Regions from separate parts of the Sus scrofa genome. Here region 2 is linked to region 1. A link is a contact called in public HiChIP or PLAC-seq data. All regions are on one chromosome and are shown on one strand. Each heading gives the region's core, a stretch centred on a gene start, on an enhancer-like site or on the middle of the called end of the contact. The rest is flanking DNA. Distances are from core to core; before and after follow the strand shown.

Region 1 (5,955 bases), core at 699-3,198:
CCTGGGAACCTCCATATGCCCTGGGCGTGGCCCTAGAAAAGCTAAAAAATAAAGTGAAATAAAATAAAAATAAAATGACTGTAAAAATTAAAAAAGAAAAATAAGCAAATTAATCTAGCATCAAATACGTAGTCTCAAATTTCATTTACTCTGTATTTTTAATACTATAGACCTGCATCTTCCTCCATTCTAATTAAGACCTCTTAGGACTTCTCTGGGTATTATCCTACTACTCAGGCTAACGTAAGTATCTCCCAGACTTAATTTGTTTCCATTGTTCATTCTAAAATATTTCTTTGGGATAAGGCCTCAGAGAGTTCTGTAGCTTCACGTTTAAGAAATCAGATACATCCATCTTCAGAGCTTGAAGGCACTAGTCATCTGAAAGAGGGTTTTTAAAATATAGGCCCCCAACTTCACCCAGAGTACTTTTAAAAATAAGTTAAATCTACTACACAGGAACTTTCTAAACTGGTCGGCAGTTTTGAAGAATGGGATATGATTATCCTAAAATGTGACTCCTTTGCAGGAGAGGAGGCTGCAGCTCAGAGGTAAGGCAATTTGCCCAACGACATAGTCAGTTATGTGACGGAGCTAGGACTGAATTACAAGCCTCTGACTGTAGGTGTAGTATTTGTTTCATAAAACCATGTTCTTTGTCCAGAGACACATGCCTGCCTTTCTCCTTGCTCACTCTCGCACAGTCGTCATTCATTTGGATGTGACCCGAAGGTAAAAAAAGAACGTACCAAACAGCTTGCTCCTGAGCAGGAATGTCCTCTGAGATGTCAGTGATGCTCTGGGAATAAACGCTTCCATGGTCAAAATAGAAAGACTGACTGGGTCTAACACGATCAGACATGTATAAATACATAAATAATCTCATTATGTGTCCTGGGTTTCCAAGGGGGATGTATAGGGAGGGACATGGCCAGACTTCCTTGTCCATGCACTTCTCTTTTTGCGCAGCTCTGCTTACTCTCTTTCTGGACTCTAGAGATCCAGCGAGCACACTTGGGAAATGCAGGGGTGAAAGTATTAAGTGCTCCCCAAATCCTGGTAAAAGGCGCAGGCAGGGGGAGATGTTGTTCAAGGGGTACAATGTGTCGTTCACACGACAGGAATAAATTCTGACAACAATATGTAGATCATTAACGAGACTTGATTGTATACTTGACATTTGCTAAGAGGGTGGATCTTTTTTTTTTAATTGAAGTAGCAAGAGGGTAGAGCTTAAGTATTCTCACCACACACACACACACACACACACACACACACACACACACACGCCAAAACGTGGTTGACTGTCTGAGGCGATGGGTATGTATTAGGTTGAATGTGGCAGTTATTGCACGATATATTGTTATATTGCATTGATATTGCATCAGTGTCTATCAATTCATCACGTTTTACACCTTTACTACATACCATTCTTAATTTTCAAATATAGGTTAATTAAAAGAAAAAAAGGCACAGCCAGCCTGGTGCTTGGCATGGTCCTGGGAGTGGGGTGGGGAATGAGGAGGTAGAAAACAAACAACTAAGTAGAGTATACAGTAAGCCAGAGCGTGCTAAGTACTATGGAAAAAATAAAGAAGGGCAGGGGATGGGGAATGCTGGCAGGGAAGGGCTTGCTGTTTTTAAAACAGATTGAAGGATTTGTGTTTGATGGAAGAGACAGGGACAAGAACTCTGAGTTCCTGGCAAGTTTTCAGGAGTGAACAAAATCTGTAATTAAGGGTCTCATTTCTTTCTATCTGTACATATGGGAAAATGAAGTTCTGTATTAAAATGACAAACGCTGGTAAAAATCCCTCTTGCTAGGGTTTCTTAAATGAGAGCATTTGAAAAGGAACCTGAATGTCATCAATGGAAAAGCACATGACTGATGAGTAATCTGAAGCCTGGAGAGAGTTAAGTGACTTGTGTACAATTACTCAGCTGAAATCCGTGTTTCCTGACTTCTAGCCCAGTGCTATTTCCACTATACTAGTCTGAGATTCCTCTGTGCCAAGCCATGCAGCGTGGAAGATACAGAACCTATATACATGCCTTTCCTTCTCGGTCCTTCCCATATGCCAGACATTCTACAGAGTGCTCTGCATCCTTTATTTTCACAAGAACCCTGTTAACTGGGTACCAATATTGACCCCATTTTGTCGACAAAGTACCTGAGACAGTGAGTCAGAGCAACTTGGTCAGTTTAAATAAATAATGAGCTAATCTATGCCAGAGCTGGGATGATTAGCTTGCTTTAAAATTATTTATATGATTAGGTTTTATTATAATTCCAAAATTTAAAAAGACAAACAAAACTAAATTGCTGTGGCAATGATTAAACTATAAAACCTACAGTTTCGTTGATAATGCGCAACATGGTTGTGTGAACCTTGCATAATGAAGCTAATATTTTTTTACATCAGATAGAAAAATAAAAGTAAGGACTCTTTGCACTTAATGTTACTTAGATGATTTAAAATTAGTTATATGGGTATCACAGCTCTTCAGTACCATTTAGCATACTTTCTATTTGATTGGTTTATTTGTTGGAGGAAGGGAAATACTTTTTATCTATTGCTAACTGCTTTAAGTAATTTTCCTAGCTATAGTCATCAGTGTATTAACATTATGCTTTGAAGCTTATTCTCAGCTCTAATTTTGTTGAACTTCCTTGAAAATAAAATGTCGTATATATTTGTTTAGAGTGCTTCGATTATCCACACCCTGGGGCTACTCCCTTCCTGTAGGGGCAGGGCTTGAGACTTGTAATAGCACATTAAAAAAAAAAAAAATGCCTTTAGTTTAACCCACAGGGTGGTTATCAATTAAAATTATTTGAAGAAGCTGTATAAAAATTGGAACACACCTAGAGATTAAATCAATAAACTTTGATTTATTGATTTCAAAGGCTAGATTCCCCACCCAATACCTTCTTTCCAGCTATTACCAAAAAAAAAAAGAAAAAAAATCTGTTTCTCATCTGATTGTTTCACATTTCATGGTTTAACTTTGCCAATAATTGCTTGAAATATTCTGGAAACTTTGAGAGATCTGATTGCAAAATGCTGAGTAGTAACTGATGATTCATGTTGAAAATTTAAAGCCAGACAGTGAAAAGCAGACACCTGGAGGTCAGGTGTATCTGGGCATACAGGGCAGCTTCCTACCAGGGAATGGAAAGCACAACCATTCTCTCTCACTGTATTCACTCTGCGGCTCCCAGACCCCCAACCTCTGTACCTAGCACAGATCCCCAAAAGGCACAAATGTCCAAAATACATTTGTGGAATTGAATTATATGAAAATAACTATAAAATGATAATATATATAATCATTAAATTATAATGTTTATTATGTTGGATATTACACAACTCCTAAGTATCCTTTGAAACTAGTCATGATTTGTTCCTTCTTACTACAAATATTTATATAGTGTTTCTTATGTGCCAACTATTTTAGGAATTGGGGATTCAGAGCAAAAAGTCAAAAATTCCTTCCCTTGAGCTTATGTTCTAAATGTAAGGTACTAAACAAGGTAAGTAAAATATATGGCGGATTAGATAGTAATCGCTGTTAAAAAGGCAGGGAAGAGGGCTGGGAAGTAGGGAGGGGTTGGAAAAGTTTAGGCAGGGCTCCAAGGGAAAGTCTCCCTGGGACTTTGGAATAAGGACCTGAAGGGAAGCAGAAATGAGTTGTGGGCATATCTAGGGGAGGAGCAGAGGCCCTGAGGAAGGTGCCTCATGCTGTTAGGACAGCGAGGGGCTAGTGAGGAAGCAGAGGGGTTGAGGTGCTGTGTAACAGGTGAGGTCAGAGGTCAGAGAGAGAAAGGGAAGGGTGGGAGATTATGTGGAATCTCATAGGTCGGTGCCTGGGCTGCCCAGGATTACACCTAGATCACTGAAAGCCTGCTGATTATTTCATAGCCTTCCCTTTCATTCTCAGAGTGGTCCCGATTTGGACCATAAGTTACTATAAAGTCGCTGGGTTTTATTCTGAATGATATTGGAAACCATTGGAGGTTTTAAGCAGACGGGCAATATGATTAATTTATTTTTAATAGGATTTCTCTGGTGTGTGTGTTAAGACCAAAGGAGGAAGCCGGGAGACCATTTAGAATGCTGTTGCAGTAATTCAGGCTAGATCTGATGGTACGTGCATAGAGGCTGTGGTGGAAATGGTGAAAAGTAGTCAAATTCTGGATCAGTTTTATGCATAAAGCCAACAGCACTTGCTGGCAGGTTGGAGGTAGGCTGTGAGAGCGAGAGAGGCGAGGATATTTTTAGCCTGAGCACCTGGAAGAATGAGATAGCCAGTTACTGAGGTGGAGAACTCGAGGCGGAGCAGATTTGGAGAGGATGGCCAGGAGCTCATATTTGGGCATGTTAGGTATGAGTTGCCTGTGAGACATCCAAGTGGAAATACTGAGTAGGCAGTTGGATCTGTGAGTTTAAAGTTCAGAGGAGAGGTCTGGACTAAATATATAAATTTGGGAGTCATGTGTAGAGATGATATTTAAAGCCGTGAAACTGGATGAGATCATCAAGGGAGTGGGTGTGGACAGAAAAGAGGAAAGTCCAAGAACTGAGCTCAGGGGAGGATCAAAGTTAGTCCATCAATGCTGCCATTACCAAAAACACTTTTGCACCTTCCAAGGCTTATACAAGAACCAGTCTTACCAATCTGTGGTCCAATGGTGGTTTAATTAAGCAACAGCATGAATGTGAGTAACATCGACTTGCCACAGTTGAAACAGTGGGTACAAATTCTAAAATGAAAAGTGAAAGGAAAGGCAGAGAGTCGCAACTTTAGGTTTTCAAAAGATGAACCAAAACAAATAGGGAGAAGTGAAAGCACTGAACAGACAATGAATGATGATAGAAAAGGGAGAGAGAACAGTGTGGTGGAGAAATACACTTTTGAAAATACCATGCTGAAAGAGAAATGCTGATTTTCATATTTTAACAGCCTCACATTTTATCCTGACTCTTCCAGCTTTGACTCCTTTTTTGACCCCAAATCCCAGGGATAGGAGCAATTTTGGGGGATGATTAAAAAAAAAGTTGTTTTAATGCCGAGCTATCACCGTATTGGAAGTGAAATTAAAATATAGCATTGTACCCATTTTACCTGCTTAGTGTGTTGTGAAATTTGATTTGCAGAATGTGATGGAGAACATCTACCTAAGGTAACAGTGCTGTGCAATTAAACCTATGGATGTAAAAGTATTTACATTTTCAGAGTCTCAAAAACTATTAATGTTTTAATTAATGTTTACTGTGTTCATGTGTAATCTGTTAAGGAGGAGAAGAGAAAACCATCATTTAGACACCATAGCGGAAAGTGCCAGTTTCTCTGTTGGGCATTTTGCATACATTTCACTTTATCTCTAAGAAACAAATTCTTTTCCCGGATGGTTTGTCTTGTTAACAAAGAAAATCAAAATAATGACTCTCTTTCTATGTCATACTTCACTTCTCTTCCTAACTTTCCTGCAACTGAAAGAGGAGCAGAAGTCTTTCAAGGCATCAGCTATGTTTGCCAATGTTACTTTACGCTTCGTAATCACAGTTCCTAAACCAAGCAAAAAGTTATGAAAAACATTCAAATGCTTTCTGTGTGACATCATTTGCACTAACACTCTATCTTTCAGCAGCTACTGAAAAAGGTTTCGGTGTTTTAAAATTAAATTGAAGAGAGTAAATTTAATCACACTCTTAGCTGCTTCATCTCCATTAAGAATTTGTGTTTCTTTTTATTTCAGCCAACCTGACCTTTCCGAGGTCTTCAAGGTTTTCCATCAGTTTCTTTTGTAACCGATGCTACATTTCTCTTATATGCTATGTCCCAATAAATAACCCCCTAACCCCACCCCACCTTCAAATAAAAAGCCAAGGTAAATGGAGACCACACAAACCAGTGCTCTGTCAGAAGAACTAGGCACCTCACTTTCCAACA
Region 2 (5,608 bases), core at 1,438-3,937, 140 kb after region 1:
ACATTTCTAAGCACAGATGATCTGTAACCTTGTTTTCAGTTCATCTGAACTGCAAGCTTTCTAATTATATATTTTTATCTTTACAAAGAAAACTGGCATAATCCTCCAAAATTTTCCAAGTTTAAGACGGTCTCCTCTCTTGTACTTCTTCCCTTCCCACTTTTTAAATTTGAATTTTGTCTGTTCTCACTTTCATTAGTGATTTTCAGTTTAAATTATGTCTGAATTTTATCTATTGACAAAGGACAGATAAAAATTGTATATATTTAAAGTATATAACATGATGTTCTGATATATGTATTCACTGTGGAATGATTACCATAATCAACGTAATTAACATATCCATCACTTGCCATAGTTACCTTTTGTGTGTGTGGTAAGAACACTGGAGATCTTCTCTTTTAGCAAATTTCAAGTACACCATACATTCTTGCTACCTACAGTCACCATGCTGTACATTAGGTCTCTAGAAGTTAATCATCTTACAACTCAACGTTTATACCCTTCGATCAATATCTCCACTTTTCCCCCATCCTCTAGCCTCTATAACCCCCAATCTACTCCGTTACTATGAGTTTGACTTTTTTTTTTTTTAAGATTCCACATGTAAGCAGCACCAGACAGTATTTGCCTTTTTCTGTCCAGCCTATTTCACCTGGCATAATACCTTCCAGGTTCATCCACATTGTCCCAAAAGACAGAATTTCCTTCTTTTTAAGGCCGAATGAAATTCCTGCGTGTGTGTGTGTGTGTGTGTGTGTGTGTGTGTGTGTGTGTGTGTGTGTGGAGAGAGAGAGATATTTTGACCTGCAATCTGTTGACGGACACTTGGGTTTCCATACCTTGGCTATTGCAAATAATGCTGCAGTGAGCCGGGGAGTACAGAGATCTCTTCGAGATAATAGTTTCATCTCCTTTGGATAGATACCAAAAAGTGGGATTGCTAAATAAGAAAGCAATGTTTAAGGCTGCATAAATTTTCCTTAAAGAGTAGGTGACTATTAATTATGGCTATTGATTATAAATTAGACAAACCCAATTCAAACAAGTTTAAGCAAAAGAGCAAAGCACTAGGGTGTCTGAGAAGTTTAAATACAGCTGTGTCCAGGGAACAGACCAATATTGGCACCTTTCATTTTTCTCTCTGTTTCTCCATGCTGCTCCTGTGTATTAGTTTTCTCTTAATATAAGACAGACTCCATGAGGCCTGAGAAGATTGCTCTGCATGGCTCTAGGCTACATCCTAATCTAGCAGCTTGGCAGAAAAAATCCTCTCTACCATCAACCATCAGTTCAGTAAAAGCCTCTGGTCCTGCTTAGACCACTGCTCAATCCTAAACCAATCAGTGTTTGGAAGAGGTTACTATGAATGGCCAAGCCTGGTTTATGTGCCATTACTGTGGCCAAATGAGTGAGGCCTTGGCAAATGTAGCCCATAGGAATCAGAGGAAGCAGGCGCTCCTGCTGTGGTGCAATGGGATCAGCAGCATCTTGGGAGTTCTGGGACATGGGTTTGATCCCCAGCCCAGTATGGCACAGTGGGTTAAGGATCCAGCACTGCCACCACTGCAGCTTACGTTGCAACAGCAGCTCCCAATTTGATCCCTAGCCTGGCAGCTCCATATGCTACAAGATAGACAAAAATGAAAGGAAAAAAAAAAAAAGAATCAAAGGAAATAAAAGAGAGGCAGCTCCTCTAAAGAAAGGATGCTGGATAGAAAAAAAATGTCCAGTGCAGTAGGGAAGCAGAACGTCAGGTATATCACATTACCCCAGAACATTATAGTGCATGTATTTAAGGAGCCTGTGACAATTAGTGCTCTTCCAAGTTAAAGGTTTAGTAGGGAGGGGAAGCAGTGGCCTTCTTCCCTGGAACTAGTAACCTTACAACACAGGAATTTGTGTTGCGCTAACTTTACAGCCTGTGTGTCCCATAGATCGACTCTTCTATTTCTCCCTTGCCTCAGATAATATGTTTAGCTCCTAGATATTCTGAGTGTATCATCTATGAGACAAGATAAATGGGCCCTAATATGGCATGTAGTCCTTTCCTAAAGCACTTTGAAATCCTGGGAAGACTGGGGTTATAGCATATGCCCCAGTGCGCCTGTTAAGATTAGTCATGATGACTCTAGGCTATGTTTGGAACTCTTTCTGAAGTGAATAAACAGATGGCCAGCAGTAGCTAAAATTGAAAGTAGTTTGAAAAATGCTGAGAATCAATTACTTTAGCACTCTCCAAGCTTAAAGGTCCTTCAAAAATGACTAGACAATATTTACTAAGAAACATGTTCCTTCTGGAATGAATTCAGCTCAAGGAGAGCAGATGTGCTTTAGTATTCTGAGACATGATGTGAAAAAAAATTAGTTTTCGCAGCAATATCATAGAAGTCTTGAGGCGTAATTAATTGATGATGATTGCTTCAGAAATATTCTGAACCAAGACTCCACCAAAGAAGAGAAGTATTTTTCTCATTAACTTTCTAATAGCACATATTACAAGAAATTCGCAGGAATGGACATGCTGTCTTGGAAAAGTGACCCATTTAGGAGTATTCTCGAGCCAGAAACAGCAAAATGGTGGGAAAGACAAATTTTAGAATTCTGAATCCTAGAAACTATGCCAGTAGGATCTTCTGAGAGCCAAGAAAAGACAGTGAATCAGCCAGTCCAGCTGTGAGAATACAGCTGTGAGATTGCTGAAGGAAATGAGGAAGTAGAAAGTAAGCTCATAAAATGGCCTCACCACCAAGCTGAGTATTAGCACACTGGAAGACAAAAAAAATCAGTGTTTAGAGTGACTCTGGCAAATTAGAGACTTGGGTCTAAAAAAAAAAAAAGAAAAAATTTCAGCAAGACAAGTAACAAATTAGTATGGAGAATCTATAGGACCAACACAGGCTGCAGGCAGAAGTTGAACAGCAATGTGTTGAATGAGGTGGACCACACTCTGAGAGTCTCTACTATATGGAAACTATCTTGTCCAACTAATTCACATTACAGATGAAAAAAAGACTTGTACAGAGAGTGCGTTTCAATTGTCACTGGCTGTTAACAAATTATACTGAAAAATCGTGGCTTTGAAAAGTTGTCTATCTGCCTACAATTCTGTAATTTGGGCAAGGCTTGGCAAGGACAGCTTGTCACTGCTCCACATGGCTTCAGATGAGATGGCGCAACTATGATTAGAGAATCAATTTAATTCCAAGATGGCCTCACTCATGGGCGGTCAAGTTGGTGTAGTTGGCGTGGTCGCTTAGATCAGCTAGGGCTTTTGGCCAGGGATTGGGTCTCCTCCACATGGCCTCTCCATGTGGCTAGGCTGGGCTCATGGAGAGACCATGTGGAAGACAACTGCTCACAACATGGCAGTCTCGGGGTAGAAATATTACGTGGCAATTGGCTTTGCTCCAGAAAGCTGCTAGCTCTTCTTAAGCCTTAAGCATCGAATGAGCATAGTGTTACTTAGTCTGCATTCTACCGGTTAAAGCAGGTCTCAGGGCCAGCCCAGATTCAAGAGAACACCGCACAGGGACATGAATATCAGGAGGCAGGGTTCAATTTACCATAGAGGAGATGTGATCTGTGCAAAGTTAACTACACGCAATTGAGTAAAATTTGACTCTAATATGTATGTACAGTAAAACACAGAGGAAAAAAAAGAGAATTGTTTTGTATGGCCAACATAAGAAAAAAAAAGGAAGAAAAAAGATGTAAAAGGAAATAGGCAGAAACAGTAAAGCAATGATTCTATTGCTTTTTTATTTTTTAGGCTAAAACTCATTATATTTTGCAATTACCATACAGGACCAATGGACCCTTTAAAATCTCAGATATGGGATCTTAGTGATCTTATTCTTCTCATATCTTCAATTATTTTGCTATGCCATTATCCTTGAAATTAATTCATTACTAACCAGTTATTTTCAACTGTGACTTTTAAAAGAACAAAATATAAGAAATGGAGGGATTATTAAACGACCCAAAAGCATATGCAATAGTGAAATAAGTCATTACTGATATATCATTCTTCAGATCCTTATAGTACTAAACAAAGTACTGAATCATCTTTCAAGAAGGTATAAAAGATACAAGAAAAACTATTTCTTTTTTTAAGGTTTTTAACAACAGTTGAGAGATTTGATGAGTTCCCACTGTGGCTCAGTGGTTAAAAATCCATCGAATATCCATGGGGATATGGATTCAATCCCTGGCCTTGCCCAGTGGGTTAAGGATCCATAATTGCTGCGAGCTGCAGCATAGGTCGCAGACACAGATGCAGCTCAGATCTGGCATTGCCATGGCTGTGGCATAAGCCAGCAGCTGTAGCTCTGATTAAACCCCTAGCTTGGGAACTTCCATATGCTGCATCTGCAGCCATTAAAAAAAAAAAAAAAAGTTTTGGAAACAAGCAAGTTCAGAGAGGAGGAAGTAATACATGTGGTATACATGAAAACAAAGAAGGCTAGTAAATGAATGATTAAGGTGTAGGAAACACTCCCCTTGATTATCTTGAAATCCTTCCAGTCCTGGGTTCACAGTACATTTTTGAGAAACAATTAAGTGAAAGAAATGGTCTCAACGCAGTCTTTCATGTCAATAAAGTGGAATGATCAGAAATATGAATCTTGCAGGCCAGTCATCCTGGGTTCTAATTCCTGTGCCGCTCCCTAACTAGATGTTTGACCTTAGTCAATTTACCTTTCTGAACCTCAGTTTCATCATCTATAAAAGAGATAATAACAGTATCTACCTCAGAACCCTGATATGATACTTATGTGAGAGAATGCAGAAGAAATACTTAGACGAGTACTCAGTGTTAGCTTCTTTTTTTTCCCAGTTAACAGATATTTTTCATCAGCATAGCAGTCATGTGGATAAAACCAAATGTCAATAGCATTAACCCAAGTCTCACATGAATATTTTTTCCTACAGCAGAGGCCAGCTTTTCATTTATTGTCATGATTTATGATGAGAATACATTTGTCAAGGGAATGAATTTAAAATCTGGGCCTAATTTTTTTTTAAGAAACCAAGAAAGAAAATTCCTTAGGAATCATTGAATATTACTGATTATATCTTATAAAATCAAAAAGGAAGAATAAAATTTCCTTTATCATGTGAAAAGGCATTAGCGCTCATATCATAGGAAAACAACCTAAAATTTGAAACTTTTCAGTGTCAATGTAATGTATGCTCAACAGAAATGTTACAATATTCTTTTCCACCTCTTCTTCACACTTAATAAAAACAAAGCTTGAGAAATTATGCTGTTTTTTTCAAGATATCAGCCACATTTGAGGATAATAATAATGGTATTAATAATTATAATAATGATAGCTAGCATTTCAAAACCACCCTAAGTATCTCATGTGACTTAATTACCATACTGATGTGATTATGTAATATGATTATGTACTGAAAAAAAGACACATAAATGGCCTTGAGAAGTTGCTCTCAAAAGAATAAGAAGGGTGCATGAGGTAGACACTATGATGACCCAGACTCTTCTTCATTGACAGATTTGTTGCCTCAGTTGCTAGGTGCACTGCTGGCAGACAGCCTTACCCTGTGTTAACACCTTTCAGGAATTAGCTCAATCAGCCTT

The links. HiChIP or PLAC-seq counts read pairs in DNA pulled down with a chosen protein or histone mark.
Region 2: an H3K27ac HiChIP or PLAC-seq map of alveolar macrophages shows a contact between it and region 1. The contact joins two enhancer-like sites. A contact is called at or near these places in 2 of 2 datasets of contacts at active chromatin or transcription factors (alveolar macrophages and skeletal muscle).

What each region holds. Positions count from the first base shown.
Region 1 is chr5:87,678,418-87,684,372 of Sscrofa11.1, forward strand. The region is part of intron 2 of NTN4 (netrin-4); the gene reads left to right. Among named protein-coding and RNA genes, the nearest start is that of NTN4, 10 kb to the left of the region's middle. Within about 2 kb of position 1,949, at least 15 of the 83 cell types and tissues checked have an H3K27ac peak or open chromatin away from gene starts, as enhancers often do. A contact at or near this core is called in alveolar macrophages and skeletal muscle, where this site is marked.
Region 2 is chr5:87,821,169-87,826,776 of Sscrofa11.1, forward strand. No RefSeq gene overlaps it. Among named protein-coding and RNA genes, the nearest start is that of USP44, 40 kb to the right of the region's middle. Within about 2 kb of position 2,688, at least 14 of the 83 cell types and tissues checked have an H3K27ac peak or open chromatin away from gene starts, as enhancers often do. A contact at or near this core is called in alveolar macrophages and skeletal muscle, where this site is marked.